Linked DNA regions of Sus scrofa: region 1 is linked to region 2. Evidence: chromatin contacts called from public HiChIP or PLAC-seq data. All regions are on one chromosome and are shown on one strand. Each heading gives the region's core, a stretch centred on a gene start, on an enhancer-like site or on the middle of the called end of the contact. The rest is flanking DNA. Distances are from core to core; before and after follow the strand shown. Region 1 overlaps NDFIP1 (Nedd4 family interacting protein 1). Region 2 holds the start of NDFIP1 (Nedd4 family interacting protein 1).

What was found. HiChIP or PLAC-seq counts read pairs in DNA pulled down with a chosen protein or histone mark.
Region 1: a contact with region 2 is called in an H3K27ac HiChIP or PLAC-seq map of skeletal muscle. The contact joins the enhancer-like site here to the promoter of NDFIP1 in region 2. A contact is called at or near these places in 6 of 47 Hi-C or Micro-C datasets (brain, embryonic fibroblasts, fetal heart ventricle and 2 more) and 1 of 2 datasets of contacts at active chromatin or transcription factors (skeletal muscle).

The regions. Positions count from the first base shown.
Region 1 is chr2:143,726,094-143,731,269 of Sscrofa11.1, reverse strand. NDFIP1 (Nedd4 family interacting protein 1) reads right to left here. Exons shown (of 8, transcript NM_001243361.1): 7 at 2,969-3,074. The coding sequence ends at 2,971. Among named protein-coding and RNA genes, the nearest start is that of NDFIP1, 40 kb to the right of the region's middle. Within about 2 kb of position 3,614, at least 31 of the 83 cell types and tissues checked have an H3K27ac peak or open chromatin away from gene starts, as enhancers often do. A contact at or near this core is called in skeletal muscle, where this site is marked.
Region 2 is chr2:143,687,340-143,692,297 of Sscrofa11.1, reverse strand. It overlaps NDFIP1 (Nedd4 family interacting protein 1), which reads right to left and starts at 3,352. Exons shown (of 8, transcript NM_001243361.1): 1 at 3,116-3,352. The coding sequence starts at 3,178.

The sequences.
Region 1 (5,176 bases), core at 2,365-4,864, 39 kb before region 2:
AGAGACGTCTTAGCAGTTAACGCCCTCGACGACGGGGCGGCGCCAGGGCGAGCGGTAAAGACTCGTGGTTATTGTCCAGTGAACCCTGGACATTTCTGACCATTTCAGACAAAGACGCTCCTAAAAGGCATCTGCTTCTTTTTCAACACGACAGAAGGAACCTTTTCTTTCCTGCCTCCGCAGAGCCACTCGGGGCTGCCACTGGGCTCAGCTCTAGCAGTTCCTTCTGGAGCTTCCTGCTGGGAGGCAGGAAACCAGATTTCCTTTACAAGCCTAAATGGGCTCTGAAAGGCAACCTGAGCGCTGCCCCGCGGTCCCTGCCCACGGGCCGCGGTGTCCGGCTCCTGCAACGTCCGCCTGGGCTGCTCAGAAAGCGGCCTGCTGAGGCCACCGGAGCTTGCGGCGTGTGAGCGGCTCCTCTATCCGCGGCCACCCGAACTTCTGGAAGAGGCCCTCTCCTGATACTTCTGCCTAGTACGAGGCCAGAGCGTAGCATGAGAAGCGAGTGGTTTTTCTCTACCGCCGTTACTTTAGGAAGCACCTTTCTGGCAAGAAGGAAGCTCGCTTTCGACAGGTGACAGGTGAAGACAGAAGGCTCAGTCAGCGAACGAAAAAGAAGACCTTCCTGCGGTCACTGCACATCTGCCACTAAACCTCCCAGAGGAAGCAAACACTGGATCGGGAGGGACGGTTCTCAGCCCCGTCGGTGGACAAAGGAGACGCGGCCCCACAGGACAGAGGGCGGCTGTGCCGGCTCTCTCGGGGCTGCTGCAAGTTAGGAAGGAAGCCGTTCGACTTCTCACCTCGGCTCCAAGTCCCCAGAGCCCTAACGGAGAGCTCTGAGTCCTCTGGGCGCGTCGGAAATGATTTCAAAGCAACGACAACATCAAAGCCAGACAGGAGAGCAGAGAAACCCACCACGCCCTCGATGGGGCTCTCAGGGACGGCCGGGCCCCTGACCACTCGGAAGGCACCGAAGGCCTCTGTCCCCAAGCCATAGGGAGGGACCAGCCTGTAATGGCCCTTCACAGCTCCCACAGCACCCTTGCCTCAAACCACGATGCTAAGCCTGCTGTGCTTTCCTTTTAGAATCCATGCAGAAAACATCTCAGAACGTCTAGAAAATCCAAACAGTAACAACCTATTTTGCAAACAAAAACCCTTAACAAAGTCCCCAAAGATACCGGAAAACCGAGAAGTTCAGGCTTTCTCTCAACCTGTATTGTCGTGACAACCTGTCGTGTGTTAGAAGCAAGATGAGGCGTTCCCACTGTGGCCCAACAAGATCAGCAGTGCCTCTGCAGCCCTGGGACGCGGGTTTGATCCTCCGCTGGGACAGTGGGTTAAGGATCCAGTGTTGCTACAACTGTGGCTCAGACCTGATCCTTGGCTTGGGACTCTGTGTGCTGCAGGGTGGACAGGAAAAAAAAAAAAAAAGGAGTTTCCATTGTGGCACAGCAGAAATGAATCCACTAGGAGCCACGAGGCTGCAGGTTCGATCCCTGGCCTTGTTCAGTGGGTTAAGGATTCGGCGTTGCCCTGAGCTGTGGTGTAGGTTGCAGACACAGCTTGGATCTGGTGTTGCTATGGCTGTGGTGTAGGCTGGCAGCTATGGTTCTGATGAGACCCCTACCCTGGGAACCTCCATATGCTGTGGGTGCAGCCCCAAAAAGACCAAAAAAAAAAAAAAAGAAGCAGCAGCAAGATGAAGAATGTATGCATCTCCTAATGAAGGCTGAAATTTTCTTCTAACTGAAGAATGCAGAGAACAGAGGTGAGGCCTCAGTCCATTTACAAAGCCAAAGCTCCCAGCAGACTAGCCTACAGAATCTGGGGCGCAGGAAGCAACCTGCCCCCCACCCCCGGGGATGCTGGGCACTGAACGATGAGGGGCAAGCTGCAGGTGCCTTGGGGCTCTCACTGTAAGGAGGGCACGGCGACCCCAAATCACTGACTTCTGAATTTACCACGGCTCAGAGTGAAACTTCAGGCTCGGAAGTAATTATAAATTATAATCAGGAATGTAGAGGAAAGAAAAACGATGCTAACGGCAAACTGCACGAAACGGTACAGAGCCTCTGACTAGACGGTGATGTTAGGACGCCCTGGACACAGACACAGACGCCCCCCAGGCGTCAGGGCCCAGGCCAGTGACATCGGGGTCCATCTGTGGCCAGGGTGTGTCACTGAATTCACACGGAAGACACACCACTCAGGACAGTTTAAACATGCACCGAAACATCCCTTTTCTTTAAACTCATAAGCACCATTAGTACTCTTAAGGACTAGAATCTTCTCTCAAATGCTCCCTCGGAGAAACGGACGTGAACCGACAGAAGACTAGGCTCTCAGTATGCTTTACCTTTTCAAAGAAACGCCTTATGAATATACTCGGCCAGGATGGCCCTGAGCTGCTCCAACACGCTAACCTTCTGGGACTGACGTGAGCACAGTTGAGCACAGCTGCAAAGTGCTTACAGAGACAGTAGCTGACATACGCAAAGGCAACAAACATGAGTTACTGCTGTTACGCCAGGCTTGAGCAAAATTCTGTTCCATTTGAGAAGTTCTCATCGTTCTTATACTGTTGCTTAAACACTCTGAAAACAGTTTCACCTCCTGCCAAATTAAATACAGTAGAAACTTTCTTTTCTCGAAGTAAATATACCGAGACCTCTTCACGATTCAAGAGTCAGTGATCTAGGATCAGCCGGGCCTCTTCTGCATTTGTGACAACATGAGATACTGTTTTCTCCAAGGGCGGTTTTTTCCAACTTGCCTTTTTCAAAAAGTAGCTTTTTTCACAGAAATAGCCCTTCCTGAACTAGAAACCAAAAGACAAATATTGCGGCTTTCTTACTTTCTCTATCCCTCCCACAACAGGTGTGCACCCCAAACCTGAAGAGTAATCTGCCATGTACCACGTGATCACACCGGGACACAAATTAAGGGTTTTTTTCTTTAATACCTTCAATAAATAAAGAGAACTCTGGTCCTGGGGAGATTGGAGAACGTTTCTGGCATCTTCCGAACCTTCGCATAATTGATAAATCCTCTGAGAAACAGGAGAAATCCTAATTTAAAAAAGAAAAGTCAAGAATGAATTTCAAATTTCCATCATAAGTCCACTCCCCAGAAATATCCCTCCCGATAGCAATACTTCACACCACATCATTTTCCTGCTAAAATCTATCAAAACAAAATTTCCTCTAAAATTTCCAAAGGATTTCCACACCAGATCTTCCATTTCTCTATGAGAACACGAGCTCAAGAGCCAAACCCCAGTCTCCTTTGCATGTTCAGAATCTAATTTGCCCAAGAAGAAAACAGAAATTAAGATGGGGCCAAACATTGACATTTGGCAGCCTCACTGAGAAGCAAGATCGAAACCTACCTTCTGAGTTCCAAAAAAGTACTCTTCGATAATTAACTCTAAAAATAGAAAGGTTATAATACTACGTTTTTCTCAACAGAAAAAAAATTTCATTTTTTTTCCATCGACAGTACACAATGCCGGCCACTAGATGTCAGGCTCCCCCTGCCTTTACAGTGAGTCTCAACTCTATCCCTTTTTTGGTTTGCGGTGGGATGTCAGTTCCCAGACCAGGGACTGAATCTGGCTGCAGCGGTGACGGTGCCAAGTCTCAACCACCGGACCACACGGCAACTCCCTCTACTTCTCTTTTCTTCATCTAGGACTCAGTGGGGAAGGATCCAATGGGGTAGCCCACACACTCCTAGGGCTCCTCCCCCAGAGAGGGTCCCTGAGTCTTAGACACTTTTTGAAAGGACTTTATAGAGATATAATTTATACATGATAAAGTTGACCTATTTAATGTGTACCATTCACCGGCTTTTAGTATAATTAAAACTGTCGTCTAATTTTAGAACTTGTCGTCACCTCTAAAAATACCGATACCCACCAGGCAGTCACTCCCCGCTTCCTGTCCCCTCCTCCCACCTCCCTAGCTCTAGGCAACCACTTTCTTTTGGATACATTTTAAAATATACTTAAGTGGTGGAGAACTTTGGTACTCAAGAGAAAAATGGGTTTTGGCAGTAACCACAAGTCATCAACACTGAGCACAGCGAAATACCATTCTCTTTGGCATCAAAATCAACAAGGGACTACACCAAATGCTAGATGGAGGAAGCCTAGTGGTGTGGGGAGCATCTAACTTATACGGCGGGTGTAGCCGCAAATCCAGCCACAATCAAACCATGGGTATCATGTGGTTTTTTACTAGGTAATCCAATTTTTAAGAAAAGGTGAGACATTCAGATATTTTGATGTGAAAGTTCTTGCCTTTCATACTATGGCAATTTAAAAAACCAACTTCTGAAGAAAATTGTGGACTATACAAAGCACAACTACCAGGCTAGATGGAGCTCACGAGCTGATAGCCTGAGAGCTTGGAATACCTGATCTTGGCAGGAAAACCAAATAAACAAAAGTTGTCTCTGCAAGAAGCTCCAAAAAAGGATGCAAACATTAGCTCCGAAGGCACTAAGGACCTTGCCATCCCTTGCTTACCAGTAAGCGGCAAGACAGGAAGAATGATCAATTACAAAGTATTACAAATTCATCTCCCATGAAACTTTAATAGAGGAAGGAAATCAGTCCATTAAGTTTCCTTAAATTATCTATGCTGTCGACGATCAACCTAAAATTACGGCTAATGGCTCTTTGGTCCGTTCAGGATGTGCTCGGGCCGTCAGCTTGGAGGAAGACGAGGAGTTACACTTACAGGTGCAGTTTAGAGAGTAAGCGCGCCAAGGAACTATTCCTCCACAGCAGCTCTCCCACAGGTCATGTTTCTATAATTACACTTCTCAGCCATCGAGGGAAGGGCTAAAACATCCCTATTTTTCCTCCCTTGGAAAGCCGACAAGGAGCAGTAGAGCAGGCGATGCCCCCGAGGCGGCAGGGAAGGGGGCATCAGTGACTTGTATTTTCCAAGTAAAATTCAGGGCCAGCCAAGCATGGCTCTGTTACCCCAGGCACAGCAGGGAGGTCCTGAAGCGAGGAAGCACCTGCTGGGCATGGGCCCTCCCCTGTGCTAGTCGGACGCGTCAGCAGCCCTGGCACCAAGGACCTGAATTAAAGAGCCAACAAAAAGGCTTGAAACGGAAGAAATGCTCCAATAGGAAAACAAGTGCGCGGAACAGAGTGAGA
Region 2 (4,958 bases), core at 2,103-4,602:
TCCTTAACCGACTGGGCAAGGCCAGGGGTTGAACCCGTGACCTCACGGAGAGTAGTCGGGTTTGTTACCTCTGAGCAACAATGGGAGCTCCTTATTGGATTTAAATCCAAATAGCTCAAAACATTTCAGGAAGTATTTGGCAAAATCCATTCTAGAGCCAAAGATCTATCAGAGTGAGGCAAAGAGGGCTTGGAATGGATGAACAGGGTAACACACCACAGGTTTCTCAACACTGGACCTACCTACACCTTTCCGAAACAGTGCTTCAGAATGCTCAGGCACAAAAATCTCAGCTTTAAAACGCAAAAAGAGAAGTTAAAAAAAAAAAAAAAAGCCAAAGGGAACCTAAGATCCCCGCCTGTGTTGTCTGTCATGACACCAAATTCCAGTTGTATGCACATGGCTCCACCAATCCAAAGACCGTAAAGGCAACACCACTGTCTGCATCTCTGGATGAATCATACAGTCTTCCACCACACTTATTTTGCTGGAGAACAAGCTCACTTGGACGAACCAGATCAGACAGAAGCCACAAGGGCCGTCTGCGACAGAGGATCAAGATCCTATCAAGGGGCCTGGACCATTCACCAACATCCCATAATTCAAAAGCCTTTTAAATGCGCACATTCTCTGACCAAGCATTTCCCCACCTAGAAATTTACACCAGGAAACAGCTGAAGATGTCTATCAAAGAAACTTCAGTGATGGAAAAGAGAAATTATGAACAGGCTTAGAAACCAGCAACAGGTAATCGATTAAATTAGGGTTCAGCCATACAACTGCATGCTATGCAGCCAGTAAAGTAAGACCCCATCTCTTCATATACCTCTATTGTGTGCCTCTGTACCCACGTGTGCACAATATACACGTATGCAAATCTGTGAGTGCATGCTTGAGAACACATGTGTGGACATCCATGTGCACATATGCACAAGGCATGTGCAAGCATAATCAGCAGCCCAAGGAACAGCAGGTGTGTACAAAGATGTGCCTGCATGTGTGTGGATGAGTGGCTAAGAAAATACACTTGCATATGCATATACCTGAGAATGCATATGCCTCCGTGTTGAGCCCCAAGCTTGTGTTCGAAGAAGGTATTTATGTATCCTTGTCATCACCACTCAGAAGCTGTGACCTTCAGCAAAAGCTACTGAGCCTCCAGGCAGTCTCGACTTTGTTGTCTATTTTGTGAGGATTTAGTGAAATAATGGATGTAGGGCACTTGGTACCAAGACTGACGCAGAGTAAATGCTCAATCAGTATCAGCCTTTCCTAGGCGTACACAGGTACGGATCTGCACTCGTGTATATTTACAAAGCTATGAGTCCACAAGAAGACGCATCAAAATACCAACTTTAGTTGTCTCCAGATGATAGGGTTTGGGTGTGGGATGTGGGGTGGTTGTTTTTTTTTCTTCTTCTTCTTTCACATTTTGTGGTTTTTCTTCTAGGAAAATTAGCTCTTTTTGCATTCTTTTTTGGAAGATTTCTTCAAAATAATGACAATTTTTAAAAAAATGAAAAAGATGGCTTCTCCCTAACATGCCTCAATTCTGCATATTTAAAGCTATTAAACATTACCCCGAGAAATACGTAATTTTGATACTCCACCAAATTTCTTATATTCTAGCACCATGTCAGCATTACCGAATAGCTCAAGAAGATGGCAGTACAAAGAAAAGCCACAGCGTTTTGCTTGTCGGCCTTACCGAAGGCAGGATGAAAAGAGTGCATGCATCACACTACAGGATACCTGCGATGTGTAAACACCTTGTGACATTTAAGTCATACCTGTCACTCGAATTTTACTAAAGCAGGGAGGAGCCCAGAGCCTTGCCCAAGGTCATACAGAAAAGCATGTGCCAGACCCCAGGCTGTGAGAGATCGAAGGACTAGACTGCATTGCCACAATCTGGGTGTGCTTATGAAACCCAGCAGCTAGCTTCTTAACCAGTCATATCGGGAGTCAGGCCGTGGGAGGGAGGAAATTACAACACAGGGCTGATGACAGCAAAACAGCCCAGTAACTGCCCCCCCCCCCCGCAAGCCCCCGGGTTCATCTACATGTTTTCATCGTACTGGTTTTCCTTATTTCTAGAATATAAAACTGCAGCTCATCTATGAGAGGACATTTAATTTCAGAAGAGCACGGTTTTCCTATTTGTATGCAAACTATGCTGAAAACAGAGGAAACGTAACGCAAGCAGTTATCCGCGGCTCCAATCAACATCAGTTACCACCTGGCTCCATGCCCACAATTACGATGCGTTAAATACCTCTAACAACCCTGCCGGATGTCTTCCCGAATTTCAGAGGGAAACTCGGTTACACACAGAGGCCAGTGAAACAAGCAGCTCTTTTCCCCAGGGCCTCAATTTAGAACTCATACCTGGAGCTAATAATCCAATCGTTCCCGATACATGTCCTCCCCAGCTATGCTATTCACTGTCTTGAAACGTCATCTCCGAGCCTGGAAAACACACACGCAGGCACACGCCCTGCAGCCTGCAACATTTAGCTCGACATTTCAGGGGCATCACTACTTCGACATCGCCTTTGCGAAATCCTCTGCGACCTGCCGACTCGTCCCTCCTCTCATTTTGACTTTTGTCTTAAGACGGAGGCCAGGGGGATGGGCTGTGACCAGGAGACGAGGCTCTGAAACCCTGAGTAATCGCATCTCGCTGCGGAGAGCTGTCGGCAGCAGTCGCATTGATTTAATCTTTTCTCTCCACCTCGTTTCCTTTTCCATTTCACGCTTTTTTTTTTTTTTCCAGTGACATCGAGCCCAAAGTGGAAAAAAAAGAAAACTGAATGCCCCCGGGTCGACGCCTCTGGAAGGGGCGCGGGCTCGGACCCGCGGCCCGCCCGCCGGGAGAAATGCGGGAAACGCTGCGGGGCGGAGGTCTGTCCCCCGTCCGAGTCCCGCCCCGGGGCGCGGAGGGACGGCCCGCGGCCGCCTCGAATCCGAGCCCCGGGCCCGCCCAGGCCGGGCGCGGCCTGCCGAGCCGCGGCGTTGAGGCGGCCACAGGCGGGGCCGCAGACGAGGCCCGAGGCGGCCGGCGGGGAGAGCAGGCCCGGGGCCGGGGCGCGGGGAGACGCTGGACGCCGCTCACCTGCTGGTACCGGCTGCCGCAGGCCGGCTCGACCGCCGCCAGCGCCGCCAACGCCAACGCCATGGGCACCGGCCGCAGGGAAGGAGGGCGAGCGAGCGAGCGGAAGGGGCGCGGGGAGGCCGACGGGGACGCGCCTCGGCTGGGTCTCGCTGGCCGCCGCTGCTGCCGAGCCGGCCGCTCTCCTCGGGCAGTGAGCTGCGCTGCCGCCGCCGAGGCTCCAGACGCGGCCCCTAGAGAGGAGGCGGGGACGCCGACGACGCCGACGACGACGACGACGACGCCGCTGCGCCGCCGCCCCGCCCCCGGCTCGCGCCGCCCCGCCCCGCCCGCCCGGCCCAGCCTCGCCCCGCGGTGCCGCCGCCGCCCCGCCCCGAGACCCGCCCCCAGCCCCGCCCCCGAGACCCGCCCCCGCCCCTTCCCTTCTCCCCGCCGCCGCGGATTCGATTCCACCAAGACTCCGGAGCTCCTAGGTCACCGCAGAGGGCGCGACGCGGCGAGGGGCGCCTGGTGCCAAGCAGCAAGCTTCCCCTGCGTGTGACCTCTCACCCTCATCTCAAGCCCCGGGCACGGGGGCCGCAGCCCCGCTGTAGAGGTCCTGGGCGCCCAGGCAGCTTGACACTTACACCGCAGCCATCCGATCCCGAATATCTGGCTGCAGCATCTCGGTTCTCATCCACTCCCTTCTTGTCTGCCATCCTTGTAGACCAGGAGCCGGTCTGCTGCAGGGCGGAGGCCAGATCCGGGCCAGCGACCGTGGAAAGTATGTGAAATTCACATTTTTGTGCCCATAAACGAAGTTCTATGGAAACACCGCCGCTCCCATTTGTGGAGTGTGCCCAGCAAACCCTTGCTGACTGGTCCTTTAGAGAAAAAAAAAATGTTTGCTGACCCTAAATCCTGGAGAGCTCTTCGATCTCGAAGCCTCTTTAGGGTGAGTGATAATAACAGCATCCTCGTTTTTGCGCCATCCTTTTAGTGTTTGGACAGCCTCCTCCGTGGCTAGAGACACGGTATCTTCTGAGCCCAAGTTCTCTGAAGAGGTGACATAAAGGGCAAAGCTTCAAAGATGTAGTAGCCGTGCTAATAAGACTTTCCAGGTTAACAGGCACGTATATGCAACGACCGCCCCGGAATTGAGAGCTCGCCTTGTAGAAGAAAGGAACGGAGGCAGCATAACTGCCATAGAGGAGATACCACGACATGTTTCACAGATGAGGGAGTTGGGCCTGAAGCCATTAAATATCTCACCCAAGAACGCCACACTGGTAAGGGGTAAAGCTGGAATGTAAACGCATCAAGCTGGGCTTTCTTAACCATCATCACGCGACTAAATGATAAGTTCTGTGAAGATGAGAGGATTTGTCCTTTAAATATTTCGAAATCCCCCGCAGCATCTAGCGGGGCGGCGTAGCTCTCTATACTGGAGCAGGCCTTGGAGGGCTGCTGTTTTCTCAGTACCCAGCCCTCTGGAATGGCTTCTGCCCCCACGTCCCACCCCGTGAAACACTTGATCTCCGCAGCTTCGTCATCATGCCCATCCTTCTGGATTGCCTTTCCAAGGCGCTGCTCTCGAGGTGGCATGAACACAGTTATGGTTTTATCTTCTAATCTTCCAGCTGACATGGTTTAACCCTTGCCTGTGTATGACACCTATCCCGAGGTCTCTGCACAGAGGAGCCAGTTGTAATCAACAAAAAGTCCATCTATTTCTGGTGCTCACTTGGAGTGTTCTCTACCAGTCTCCAAACTCCAACAAGTCTGCGCCTGTTTCCAAGCACTGGCCTCACTGATTTCCACTGGGAGAGCGAATAAACGCAGCGACAGGCCAATCTGTGAGCTTCTG